2 separate regions of the Zea mays genome follow, and region 1 is linked to region 2. The links are chromatin contacts, called in public Hi-C maps. All regions are on one chromosome and are shown on one strand. Each heading gives the region's core, a stretch centred on a gene start, on an enhancer-like site or on the middle of the called end of the contact. The rest is flanking DNA. Distances are from core to core; before and after follow the strand shown.

Region 1 (6,449 bases), core at 1,092-3,591, 260 kb after region 2:
TGTACTTATGTAACTTTCTTCATTTTTATAGATATACATGATACTACTCTGTTATAGATATACCCAACCGGTGGCCTCGGATCTGGAGATTCTGCAGACACACATGAGTGTCTGCCACTGCCACCCCCCACTCCTGCTATCCCCCCTCCTCCTCCTGTACTGATACTACTTTGCTATGTCAGCAGCTCAGCTTAAGCCTGAACCTGAACCCGCTTGTGCTTGCTCATGCTGCCACCTAATCTGCCATTTCTCGCTGGGTTCCTGCTCCATCTGACCATCTATCTCGCTCTCCTTATCTGCATATAACAATTGCATCTCATCCTGGTGTGGCTCATGGCCATGGAGGCAATTGCATGCGACCTTTGCGTCGACTAAACCTGTTGTCAGTGAGGCTTAGCCTAAACCTAGCCACCAATCCACCTACTCCTGGCTTTGCAAAGCTGCAGATCCACCTTCTCTGCTGCTTTCGGCACAAGCAACGACACAGATTTGCAAGTGACACCAGCTGCAGCTGATCCTATAAGTTTCTTTGCTCATGACCTGGCAACACAACACTTGAGCAATTGTACGTGTAGAATCTCTACTGATTTTGGGCATTCCATACAGTTTCTTATTTTCTTTTTGAGAAAAGTCAGTTTTACATCTGCCAGCGATGGGCTTATTCTAGGATTGTTGCACTCCATTCATTTTTTTATAGGAAAGATAGTTGCACGTGTGATTGTTTAGAACCTAAATCAGTTTGATATGGAATGCAGTTTTGTTGGTTTGACGTTGTGGAAAAGGGTTAGCTTACTCTTTAGATAGTATTTGTTTTGTTGTACTGTTACACTTTCTTTTACTTATAAAAAACTTACTTAGATGGTTTCAAAATCTTAAAGCCATGCATAAGTTTTTTAAGATTCAAATACTATTTAGCTGCAAAGTGAACTTTTCTCTTTCATTCTTCGCTTTGAATAGTAGGCGCCATGACTTATGTTTTTTCATATCTATAACTATTAATTACAGATTATATTGATAGTGTCCGGCTTTCCTGCGCGCAGTACAGTCCCTTGTGTGGCTGAGCTATTATGTATATTGACTATGTATGAGGGAAAAATTGCAGATTGTTTTGGATTTTTATTTGGTTTGTGACTTCGTTGGTGTGATTCTGTGCCTCGAGCTAGTTTGTGACTTCGTTGGTGTGATTTTTATTATATGGACACTGCTGTGTGTGTTTAGATCGTACTGTTACTATCAAATTATTATAGTTGCACAAAGCTATGTTGTCTCGACATTAGTCTCTGTCTTTAGCCAGAGCAAGGCGCCCGAATTAGGCCCACTGCAACAAGTGGGAGCCCAAAATAACTGAAGATAAGCAGCCCGCCCAACCAAGCTGGCGAAAGGGAATCAGATCCGTCACGTACTCAGATAACAGTAAGCCCACTGCGAAATATTATACTCCATCTATTGCGGCCCATCACTGTCAAGTCCAGTGTTGACTCCACGCGCTCGCTGTTCGGCCGCCACACGTCTTTTGTGCATTCTGTGCCTCTCAGATCTGTAAGTCTTTCCAATTATGTAAACTTTTTTTTTATATATAAACAAAAAGAAAACATAGAACATAAAAGTGGCACGTATGCTGTTACATAAATCGGTTTCTATCTTTCTTACACGCGACTTTTACCTGTCGGATCTTGCATGTGTGGAGAAGTAGGTGAGGGTGTTTGCTGGCGATGCAGGCTCGTGCGAGACCGGCGCACGTAGATGTGGCAACCAATCAGACGATATGTCTACATATATCTCGTTTAGCACCGCTGCTAGAGGCTCTAGCTCCATGCACACAAGCATTATTATAGATTACTATGCAACGTTGTATCATGTACCTGTCGAATATATCAAAATAGAAATGCAAACTTGGCTAAGCCGAGGAGCCAGCATGCCTGCAGTAGCAAAAAATAATATATAGTTAAAATATTTTTATAATTTAGAATAATTAAAGTATTTCAATACCATTAGGTCACACCCATATTTTAGACACTATAGATAAGAGTTTTATCTCCAAAAACTATATCTGCTATCATACAACTCTTACTCATCTCTGTCCAATAATATAGTGTTATATCAACTATTTTAGTATAAAGCTCAAATGAAATTTCTACATGAAACTACAAGCGGGACCACACGGCACCAAACACAGAGCATCCATCCATCCCTGATCTTCACGTGGCCATATCCCACCACCAACCAACCCTCCACCAACTTCATCGCATCAAGGCCCCTGGCATCTCCCGAAAGTCCAAAGGGCCCCTCCCCCGCGCCTCCGCGGGGACCTTGTTAACAAACTGGGCCGCATCCAGGGGGCATTCTGCAAAGCACGAGCCCGGTTCGTTCTCGACCTTTCGTCTCGCTCTCGCCCGCCCGACCCCGCGGAGCCCTAGCCTAGCCTTGCCCCCGACCGCGGATTCCCCCTCGGCCGCCGCGCGCCCGCACCCGCACCCGCGATGATGAACTGCGCCGGAGGCGGAGACCCCGTGGAGGACTTCCTGATCTCCGGCGCCGTCGACGACGAAGATCTAGCCATCTTCTGCGACGGAGGGTACGGCGATGCCGACCGGAACAGTCCTTTCCCGTAGTATATATGTAGACTGCGTTTCTGTTTATGGCGCGGCGCACCTAGGTCGTTTTCGCTGCAGATTGCTTTTTGGGCTTGTTAGAAAAAATTGTGGGCGGTGGTAGACTAATTATTTGATTTGGCTGACGTATAGCGTCTAAAAACTATTCGCATATTATATTTCGTTTTTTTGTCAAAAGGAAAGGACGAAGGCTTATGCATCTGACAGTCGAGTCTGCAATCCTGTAACCTTTGATATCTGCATCTGAAGTTCAGATATTTGAGAGATTTGCAGTACTAGTTGGTTCGGGAACTAATACCTGTACGAAATGTTTTTACTGGTTCACCAACACACTTACTGCTGCTATGATCATGTACAAACTGTACCTTGAAGCAATTGGAGTTTGTTTGCTAGCTGGTATAACCTTTTCCGCTGATCAATCATGCATTATAGTATAATAATATATCGATTCAAGTGATTTGCATTATCATGATCATAGACATTTGATTCTTATCTTCTGACTGGAATGCAAGCATGAAGCAGCACAATGATTTATTAGATATTTGAGAAGCTATTCTGCACGTGCATTTCCTTTCCTGTTGTGGCATTTGTTCGGTACTTACTTTGCAATTGTAGCAGACTTGGGATTGAGGGTGTCAATGGAGATGCTTGTGGATTTGAGCAGTCTAATTTGGGCAAAAGGTATTGTTTCTTGTCGTAACTCTTCATTCTGATTGTGAAGTGCGTGCATGTGGGTGAACACTGTCAAGTTTCTATCCATCATGTGTGTCTATTTGGGCATCTTGTCCGTCCTTCTCATGGGGTTCAGGCCCCAAACAGGAAAACCTCTCTGGCTTTAAAGGTTTCTACAAGATGCCAACAAGTTTGTAAAACATCAAGTGTGTGCACATGCAATCAGATGATAGTGATTGTATAGCATATTGCTATGAATTATCTCCAATCAAATTTCAATTCCCATGTGATCTGGTGTGTTCATTTTCTTATGCTTGGCAATGGCATCACTAACACTATGAACATAGCATTCGGCTTGTACATGGTATTTCCTTATGTTCTGCTCTATAGTAATATAAATATCTGTTCTGTGCAGGGGTAGAGATGAACCATGTTCATCTGGTCTAAAATCCAAAGCTTGTCGTGAAAAAATGAGGAGGGACAAGCTGAATGACAGGTACTGCAAAATCAATGTTTAAAAGGCTGCTAGGCAACAAGGCAAGCTGGGTACGCCTGGACGCGTAGGCCACACCTTTGAAACACTGCTGCGAATATGTCCTATACCTCACAAGTTGTTGCTCAAAAGACAAGGAATGGTGAATGCACTTACTTGCACATATCTTAGTTCTCATCTGTTACTTTGATTTGCAGGTTCCTGGAATTAAGTTCGGTTATGAATCCTGGAAAACAAGCAAAGTTGGATAAAGCCAATATCTTGAGCGACGCAGCCCGTATGGTGGCACAACTTAGAGGTGAGGCAGAAAAGCTTAAAGAATCAAATGAGAAGCTGCGGGAGAATATCAAGGACCTGAAGGTATCTTCCCCATACACCCTACCTGACTTACAAATCTTTGTCTAGGATTTCAGATTCTTAGATGCCCTCCACATGCTTCTCAATGCCTTCTAAGGTTTTGTTGTTTCTTTAAAATGCATGATATTTTTTTGTCTTCTGCTTATGCACCAGAGTCCAAGGCTCCAAGTAGGCAAACCTACTGAACTCATAACCATGTCTGCAGCCATTGTTTGGTCCAATTTAGTTTCTAGACTAGACTAGATTGGCCATTTTTAAACATGCAAGTTTAGGCATGGACAGGACAGTGTAACCTCCCACGCATCTATAAGAAGCCTACTGTCCGACCAAATTTGTTTGTTCGAATTAAGGAAATGTTCTATTATTGTTTCAGGAGGAGAAGAATGAGCTCCGCGAAGAGAAAGTGAGGCTGAAGGTAGAGAAAGATAGGCTGGAGCAGCAAGTCAAAGCCATGAGTGTAGCTCCTACAGGATATGTTCCCCATCTCCCTCATCCAGCTTCATACCACCCGGCTGCATTTGCTCCATTTGTGCCGCCACAGCAAGCTGCAGGCAACAAAAGTGCTCCAATCCCTGCACCTTTCCCTGGGATGGCAATGTGGCAGTGGCTGCCTCCGACCATCGTGGACACAACTCAAGACCCAAAGCTCTGGCCGCCTAATGCTTAGGGGCAGCTAGCTGCCTTGGGGTGTTGACTCGCCAATCGCCATGCCGTTTCATGCATTGGGCGGCAGATCAGAGTATCAGTTAGTAGGTCCCTGGAGAGGAGGAATCAAGTTTCGCAACTCGCGTCATGTTTATGCTGTAACAGTTGCTTCCAGCAGTCGTCATCAACTTGCTTTGTTCTATTGAAGGGTGATGCATGTAATTAATATGTGGATCTTAACCCTCTAGCTGGCAAATGTGTCCTTTGCTGCCTTGTGCCCTTTGCCCCGTTCGTGAGTGGCCTGTGGAGGCCGTTCCTGTTCTTGGTGTCCGAGATTTTGCCATTAGCTTTGTGAGACACATACATAGCAGGAAAAGAATTCGATGAACTAAATCTTTAAACCGTCTCTATAACGCCAGCAAAAAAGATGCTTGGTAGAGGGGGGAAAATGGACCCAGGATAAGTATCTCTTAATTTCTGTCTCAAGTATATCATTGATTAGGAATAGTCAAATAATGGGGGAGATGTGTTTCTACGCCTCCTTCACAACATCTTGCACACATACAGAAAAAGAGCAAAGATTGGTAGCTGTCAACAAATTCTTTTTCTCCCTTCCCTGTGTTTTCCTCCCTGCAAATTTAGGATCAAAATGACATAACAACCGAACAAACCACCTCTAAACTGCTAACTAAAAAGTTGTATCCTGTTGTCCGTAACGGCACTGAACTGATTCTCCGGCGATGAGCTTCTCCAGGGCATCCGGCGGAAGGCCGACCATCTCCAGTGTCTTCTCCCAGACCAGCTGCGAGGTCTCAAGATTGTGCGCTTCTTCAGACGCATTCATCGGACTACAGTCATAGTTAATGCAGGCACAAACTGGCCAGTCCTCCGACTTGAGCGTCTCGCAGTATTCCGGGACTTGGGGATCGGATGCTGCAAACAGTGCACTCCTAGAACCTGAACGGGACGCAAAACAGAACATTTGCGTGTATCAGAAGATGCACAAGCTGTTGACTGACTGACTGACGGGAGGTGACAGCACAAGTTCGGTAACTTGACTTTACCTTCTTGAGCGTCAAATATGAAGTAGGGAATCAAATGGTACGCGGCTACGACAATCTTAGGAAGATCTCTTGCCTGCGTCATGGGGACAAGTGTCAAGCTAACATTTATATACACACTTATACAGTGAGCAGAGGCAGATAGAAAGAAAGAACAGGTTGCTAAATTGTGGTCATCAGGATAAGTGATAAATGCACTTTGTTTAGGGAGCGGTAGAATAGAACTTACGATACATGTGAATCAATCATCCGACAATATATGCATCTTTTAAATTTGAGTTTTCTCCTCTATCATTGTGTTACAATTAATCATGAGCGGTAACTATCCAAACATCTAGATTTCTTGAGATGCGAATGTTGGGTAGGCATACATTTTATATATAATAACCCACCTCCTGAAACAGCACACAAATGAAATGGAAACGGAACTCACAACGTTCGTGTCGACAATTCCAGGAGAAGCGCAAACTACACCGATGCCAGCCTCTGCAGGAATTTTCTTGTGAAGCATGCTACTGAATTTTACCTGAGAGTGCAACAAGAAAGAGGAATTCAGATCTACTAGATTAGAGACACGTACTTTTGTTCTGATAGGACAGAGAAAATAAA
Region 2 (5,775 bases), core at 1,899-4,398:
GTGGAGGGAAAAAATGCATGTCCACACTTACATTGTCAGCAACCATCTGCACAAGTTGGCTATAATGAGGGTTTTCAGTACCATTGCCAAAAGGTATAAACCTGTATGTAACTGGATAAGGAAGCAATGCCAATGCTTGAGTGAAGACATCGATGCAATAGCCCTTCATTGACCCAGTAGCATTATCTTTGCTAACAAAGTCTTTAAAGCTAAATCTGTTAGGGACACCAATTTTCAACTCCTTGGCATTGGAAGGAAAAGCCCAACCTCGAGGCCTCTGTGCAGTCTCACCAGGCCAAATGACATCATAGAGTTGTTGGTTGGCAAGCGAAGTATTAGGAGGCTTCGAATATAGGTCTTCAGGAAGGACGGTCGATAGCAATCTTGTATAGTTTGACCAAAAACCAATGGTCCGCATGCCGTTGCCAATTATGCTTATGATATCATAGGCAGGATGAATGAGTTCAAACTGAGCATTAAATTGCACTTGGCCAGACACCCCAGTGAAGTTCACATTTCTAATCTTATTCAGTAATTTGTTTCCCATGTCAAAAACACTCATGGCTTCAAGGTGAAGAGTTCCCCCGGTTTCGTCACGCAGCCTTGAGTCATTTGTAAAGGAAATCCTCCCACCATCATCAAAGAAGGCATCCAGGGCCCGAGCTACAGTCCACACACTATCATAAACATAAAAACCGTAAGCACTGGTGCGGAGATCGCTGTGGTTGTATTTCTTGCTTAAGCTGCTCCACTTGGACACCAGATTACTCTTCACCTTTGATTTAGGGGTGTGTGGACGTACAGTCAGAACACCTTGCATGCCATTTATAGTTTCAGCAGATACCGATGAATTAGCATCAAGATAAGCAGAAAGCCAATCAGTAGCAATCCATACATAGCCGTTGCCCATCATGTTTAGTCCATTAGCAAGTGACAGAAGCTTGAGTCCAGGTTCCGAACCAGTATGGAGAATAATAACACGAGACTCCATATTACTAACAGTAACCAACAGATTCAGAAGATCACTTTTTTTAGCATTGGAACGGAACCCAATCTTGAATGAAATTTTGCAGCGTCTTGCAGTAAGTTCATCATCCAAAGCAGCAATGCCGTTTCGGCCATAATCATCATCAACGTATATGGCAGTGACTATCTTCCATTGGTAGTAATCAATAACTGCCGCCACAGCTGCCATTTGGTAGAGATCGCTGGGCATAGTCCGCACGAAGAACGGGAACTGGATTGATGACAGAGTTGCATCCGATGCAAAGGACATCAAAGGAACTTGGAGCTCATTTGCGACATACGAAATGATATGTGCAATAGGAGAGCATTGTGGCCCAATGATCGCAATAACATCAGTCTCCATGAACTGCAAAGCTGAAGAAAGAAATATTGTATCGTCATCACAAGTATAATAAAATGGAAGCACAGAGTATTGAACACTGGAAAAAAGGGGAGGGGTACGGTGTTAAAGATAGTCTACCTTGAACCATGCCAAGAAAACCGTCGTCGCAGTTTGTATCCCTCGTTTGAACATGTAACGTTGTTCCATTTAGAACTGTGGGGTCTGAGTTGATATCCTCCACTGCTGCACGGATGGCAACATCTGAAACACCTCCAGTGGTGGAGTTCAACCGAAGAATCGACCCAATATTCACGACCGAAGGCCTTGCGGCTAAGCTTTTGCCGATCCCATTAGGGAGGAGAAACAGGGAGAGAACCAACAGCACGAGAAAAGCTATCCTCATTTTGGCCAAAATGTTACAGAGGCTGCTACGAACTTATGCAGAAGTTGGCAAATTATCGATGTGTGTGCGAGCCCTATCGGAAGAGAAAAACATAGAGCCACCTTCTTATCAGGGTGAACATGTGCAAGAGAACGAATACATAGGGTGGTTACTTGTAAAGCGAAATGAAAACAATAAGAGAGAAGGAGATGAACAAGCATAGACAGCAAGAAGCAAATATAGGAATAACATGAACATAATGAACCAAACGTTTTAAATAAAAGCAACTTGGTGATTACACCAGATATATCATGAACGGGAAAAGAAAGAACTCACATCTAATATGGTACAAAATGGTTTGATAGACACCAATCATGACATCCACTTCTCCTATTTCCAGAAGGAAGAGAAAGAGAAGGCGCAAAGCGTAATCCCAGCACCGATCGACCCCCCAGCAATTGAAGCTTGAAAATGGGTCATGGGTTCTTCTGGCAGTCAACATCCAGAACCTAACTTTGCTCGTATGGCCCTATCCCACAACCAAGATGCAATGCAACGTGTGGTCCAGATTGAAGCTGGACATTCAGACCATGGCACTCTGCAAGGTATCGATTCCATTCCTTGTGTCGATCAGACAAAAAAAAAAATCCACGGTCCACGCTACTATGATGATGAGGTTGGCCGGGTATTGCCGAGCGCGGTTGCCACGACCCACGAAGTGCTACGCTTCCTTCCATACACACACTAGCTGTACGCTCCAGCGAACTCTCAGGGAGGGAGGGAGGGGGCTTGGCGAAAGAAGTGCAGCGATGCCTAGCCTGAATCGTCCATGCGGTTCGTGCTCGTTTTACTGTTTTAGCGAGTGAGGGTGAGCAGGACGGGCCTGAATCGCAGATCTTCTGGCGAAATCCGTCGCTGGGTGCTGGCAAATGTTGGTACCGCCAGGACTAGGAGACGGGGAAGCAGCAGCTGCCGCCTGCCGGGAGGCAGAGGATGAACAGGGATGCGCAGCGCAGGAACTAGCTAGTAGGTAGTCCAAGAGGGCGACTTTGACTTTTTGCTCCGAATCGCTGCGGCCATTGGCAGCTGGGGACGCGGGGATTTGCTCGGCTGGCTCCAGGAGCGGAATGGTGGAGAGGAGAGGAGGTTGTGCTAGTTCGGAAACAGCATGAGGAGGAGAGAAGAGGACTTACGTCAGGTCGGGGTCGGCGTTGGTGCTCGTGCTCGTGCTCCCCTCGGAAAAGAGGAAATCTTGGTCGTCTCCGACCGTGGGAGCGTGCCGCGGCTTGTCGACACCCCAGGAAGAGGAGGACGAGGAGTAGGCGGCGGCGGCCTTCCCTGAAGCTCATTTCGTCAGGCCATTTTATCTTGGAGGTGAGCTGCCTGTATTATACTATTATTGTTGGAAAAGACAGAGGAGGGAGATGAGATGGATGGGGGGGGACTGTATACATGGAGGCAGCTGGGCCCCACACGATTAACGATGGCCGTACGTGGTGTACCACGTCAGCCGTGAGCCCATCGAGATCGTTCATTAGTCAAGAACAAGCAGGATTAGGTGTGATTCCATGATGAGAAGGAGCCTAATTTGTCTACCACAAGTTCTACCCTCTATGTTGACTTGGGTCAATAGTGAGGACTTAATTATAATATAAATTATACACACACGCTCAGTCTCTCTGTCCCAAAAATATTCTACCTCCGATCTTTTTTATTTGTCATTTGTTAGTGTAAAATTTAACTATCCGGCGTCAGATATATAAGATTGAAGGGAGTATTATATAAAACTCGCTTCTAGACAACGAGTGCAATTCAGTCTCAAACTCTTTCTGATCTTGGTTGGTTGCTAGTCAGGGCGAAGAAAGAAATACATGCAATGCCAATACTAGTCAGGGTTAACAAAATATGAGTAATATAACAGCTAATGCTAACAGCCCATATTTGATTTTTATCATTTTCGGAATATACTATACGTACATACACATGCAAATAAACGTGGTCCACGACCACGAGTAGTATGATACACATCATTGTCACTCAGGTCTACCTCTATCGTTCACCTTTCTCCTCTATCTTCCATGCATGTTACGACGACACTGTACGTTCTCTCCAGTTTCCATTTCATAATTCTTTCTCTTCTCTATATAAGAATGACCACTACTCTTAATGTACGATGGTAATATCAACGGATCGACAGTAAGAATATTAGTCTAGATCTATATTATCATAAGTTAATATCGTGTGTTGTTCATATATACATCTTGCTATATCAAACCTTCGTTCTAGAGGTTGTGTCGCTTCAGATTAAAGACAACTATTTAGACTGTTGCAAGTGTAATCTATAGATATAAAACACTGTAAAAATAATAGAAAATGTTATAAATTAAAGCCAAACAAATTATCTGTAATTTATAATCCGTTTGAATTTTTTACATAAGATTTGACCGGCTCGTCATATTAAAAAAAATATCATAACTATCATCAATTTTTACTATGATATCTTTAACATATAATATACTTAAAATATAGATTTGAATTATTCATTTTATCGCAATAAAATGAATAAGCCAAGCCGGTAAAATTTGATTCACAAAAGTTAAGCGTATTATAAATTGAGACAAAAGGAATATAATTTATTGAAGATGGAAGTAACTCCTCCTGAGAGTAGAAAAAATGCACAAGGGCAAGACAGACAATTGGATCTCGGTATTTGCTCTCCTGAATAAATAGATTCCAATTCGAAGCCATAAACGACGACATCGACAATGTTTTTATAAACTTATTAAACAAGACGCTTTTACACGTAGGAAATGTAGAATAAAGAACAAATAAAGGAAGGACGCTGAAGAAATAAAACTGACCCTTAGTAGCAATCTGTGAGCAGCTGTCGAGATCAGAGACGAATATGCATGCCTCTCTTTTTTATTACTTAAGGAACAGGAAAAGAGCATTTTTATTGCTTAAGGAACAGGAAAAGAGCAAGTAAAGACGCGGCGGTGCATGTGAAACCAGACACGAATATGCATCTGAATCTGATGCTGCCCGACCGAGAATTCTTTTGCATGCGTGCTTGTGACTGTGAGAAGAATATGTATGAAGTCACTCACCCAGTTAATTAAGCCCGAAATGATATCATACAATCTTGCATGCATTTTCATATACACATGTAGATTCTTGCTTCGTTGCCAAGAACTATAGTAACTAACGTGCGTGTCGTTGCCAAGAACATATTCTTCTCATTTGTTCAGGAGGAGAAGAAAAAAGAAGACAATTATCCTAAAGTAGTCTAAGCCATCAGCCCGATCTGGGTTCGCCACCGACCTTCATAAAACTGGGAAACAATTTACCCCCAACTAAGGCCTTGTTCGGTTAATCCCGTTACCCATGGATTGGATGAGATTGAAAAAATTTAAGAAGAAATTTGACTTGCTTAGGGCTTGTTCGGTTAGCTCTCAATCCATGTAGATTGAGTGGGATTGGGTGGGTTTAAATCCCAAACAAGTCAAATTTCTTCACAATTTTTTTCCAATCCAATCCAATCCATAGATAACGGGATTAACCGAACAAAGCCTTAGGATTTAAACTCATCCAATCTCACTCAATCCACATGGATTGAGAGCTAACCGAACAAACCCTAACAATTATGTGTCGTGACTACATAATTAAGCACGGCGGTAAAAATATAGTCCATAATGAAATTCTTGCCTGCAAAGAAGCAAAGTAAGCATGGCATGAATGCGTCGCGGCGGGCCCAGTCAGGGTTCTGGCGACTGGTGAGAGAATTCCTTAACGAGCCAAATAAATGATCCGCAAAGGAAAACAAACAAACAAAAAACTAGTATCATGTTGAACCATTTTCTAAGTTATCAAGTAAGTATTAGAGAGGGCAACAAGCCCGTTTAGCTAGCTAGCTGCAAGACGACCTTACACGAAAAATGTCTCCCTGTCCTCTTTTTTACCTCCCGGAACTAAATCATGCTAGTCCACCTTTTTGCTGGCTTTGGAACCATCACCATCTTGCTCTCCTTCTGCACCGCCTTCCTCC

What was found. Hi-C and Micro-C count contacts between places; a contact is called where the count stands out from the background.
Region 1: a Hi-C map of ear shows a contact between it and region 2, with 2.8 times the contacts expected there. The contact joins the promoter of LOC100274393 here to the promoter of LOC100275125 in region 2. A contact is called at or near these places in 5 of 25 Hi-C or Micro-C datasets (bundle sheath, ear, endosperm and 2 more).

Annotation. Positions count from the first base shown.
Region 1 is chr4:248,748,933-248,755,381 of Zm-B73-REFERENCE-NAM-5.0, forward strand. LOC100274393 reads left to right here and starts at 2,342. Exons shown (of 5, transcript NM_001360587.1): 1 at 2,342-2,575; 2 at 3,231-3,293; 3 at 3,700-3,780; 4 at 3,975-4,137; 5 at 4,508-5,066. The coding sequence starts at 2,481. The coding sequence ends at 4,801. It overlaps LOC100284583 (WW domain-containing oxidoreductase), which reads right to left. Exons shown (of 8, transcript NM_001157478.2): 6 at 6,274-6,366; 7 at 5,844-5,916; 8 at 5,234-5,736. The coding sequence ends at 5,468. It also overlaps a transcript of LOC100384063 not described here.
Region 2 is chr4:248,486,125-248,491,899 of Zm-B73-REFERENCE-NAM-5.0, forward strand. LOC100275125 reads right to left here and starts at 3,149. Exons shown (of 7, transcript NM_001349910.1): 1 at 2,924-3,149; 2 at 1,487-1,824; 3 at 32-1,380. The coding sequence starts at 1,751. LOC100272510 reads right to left here. Exons shown (of 12, transcript NM_001146979.1): 12 at 5,459-5,775. The coding sequence ends at 5,709.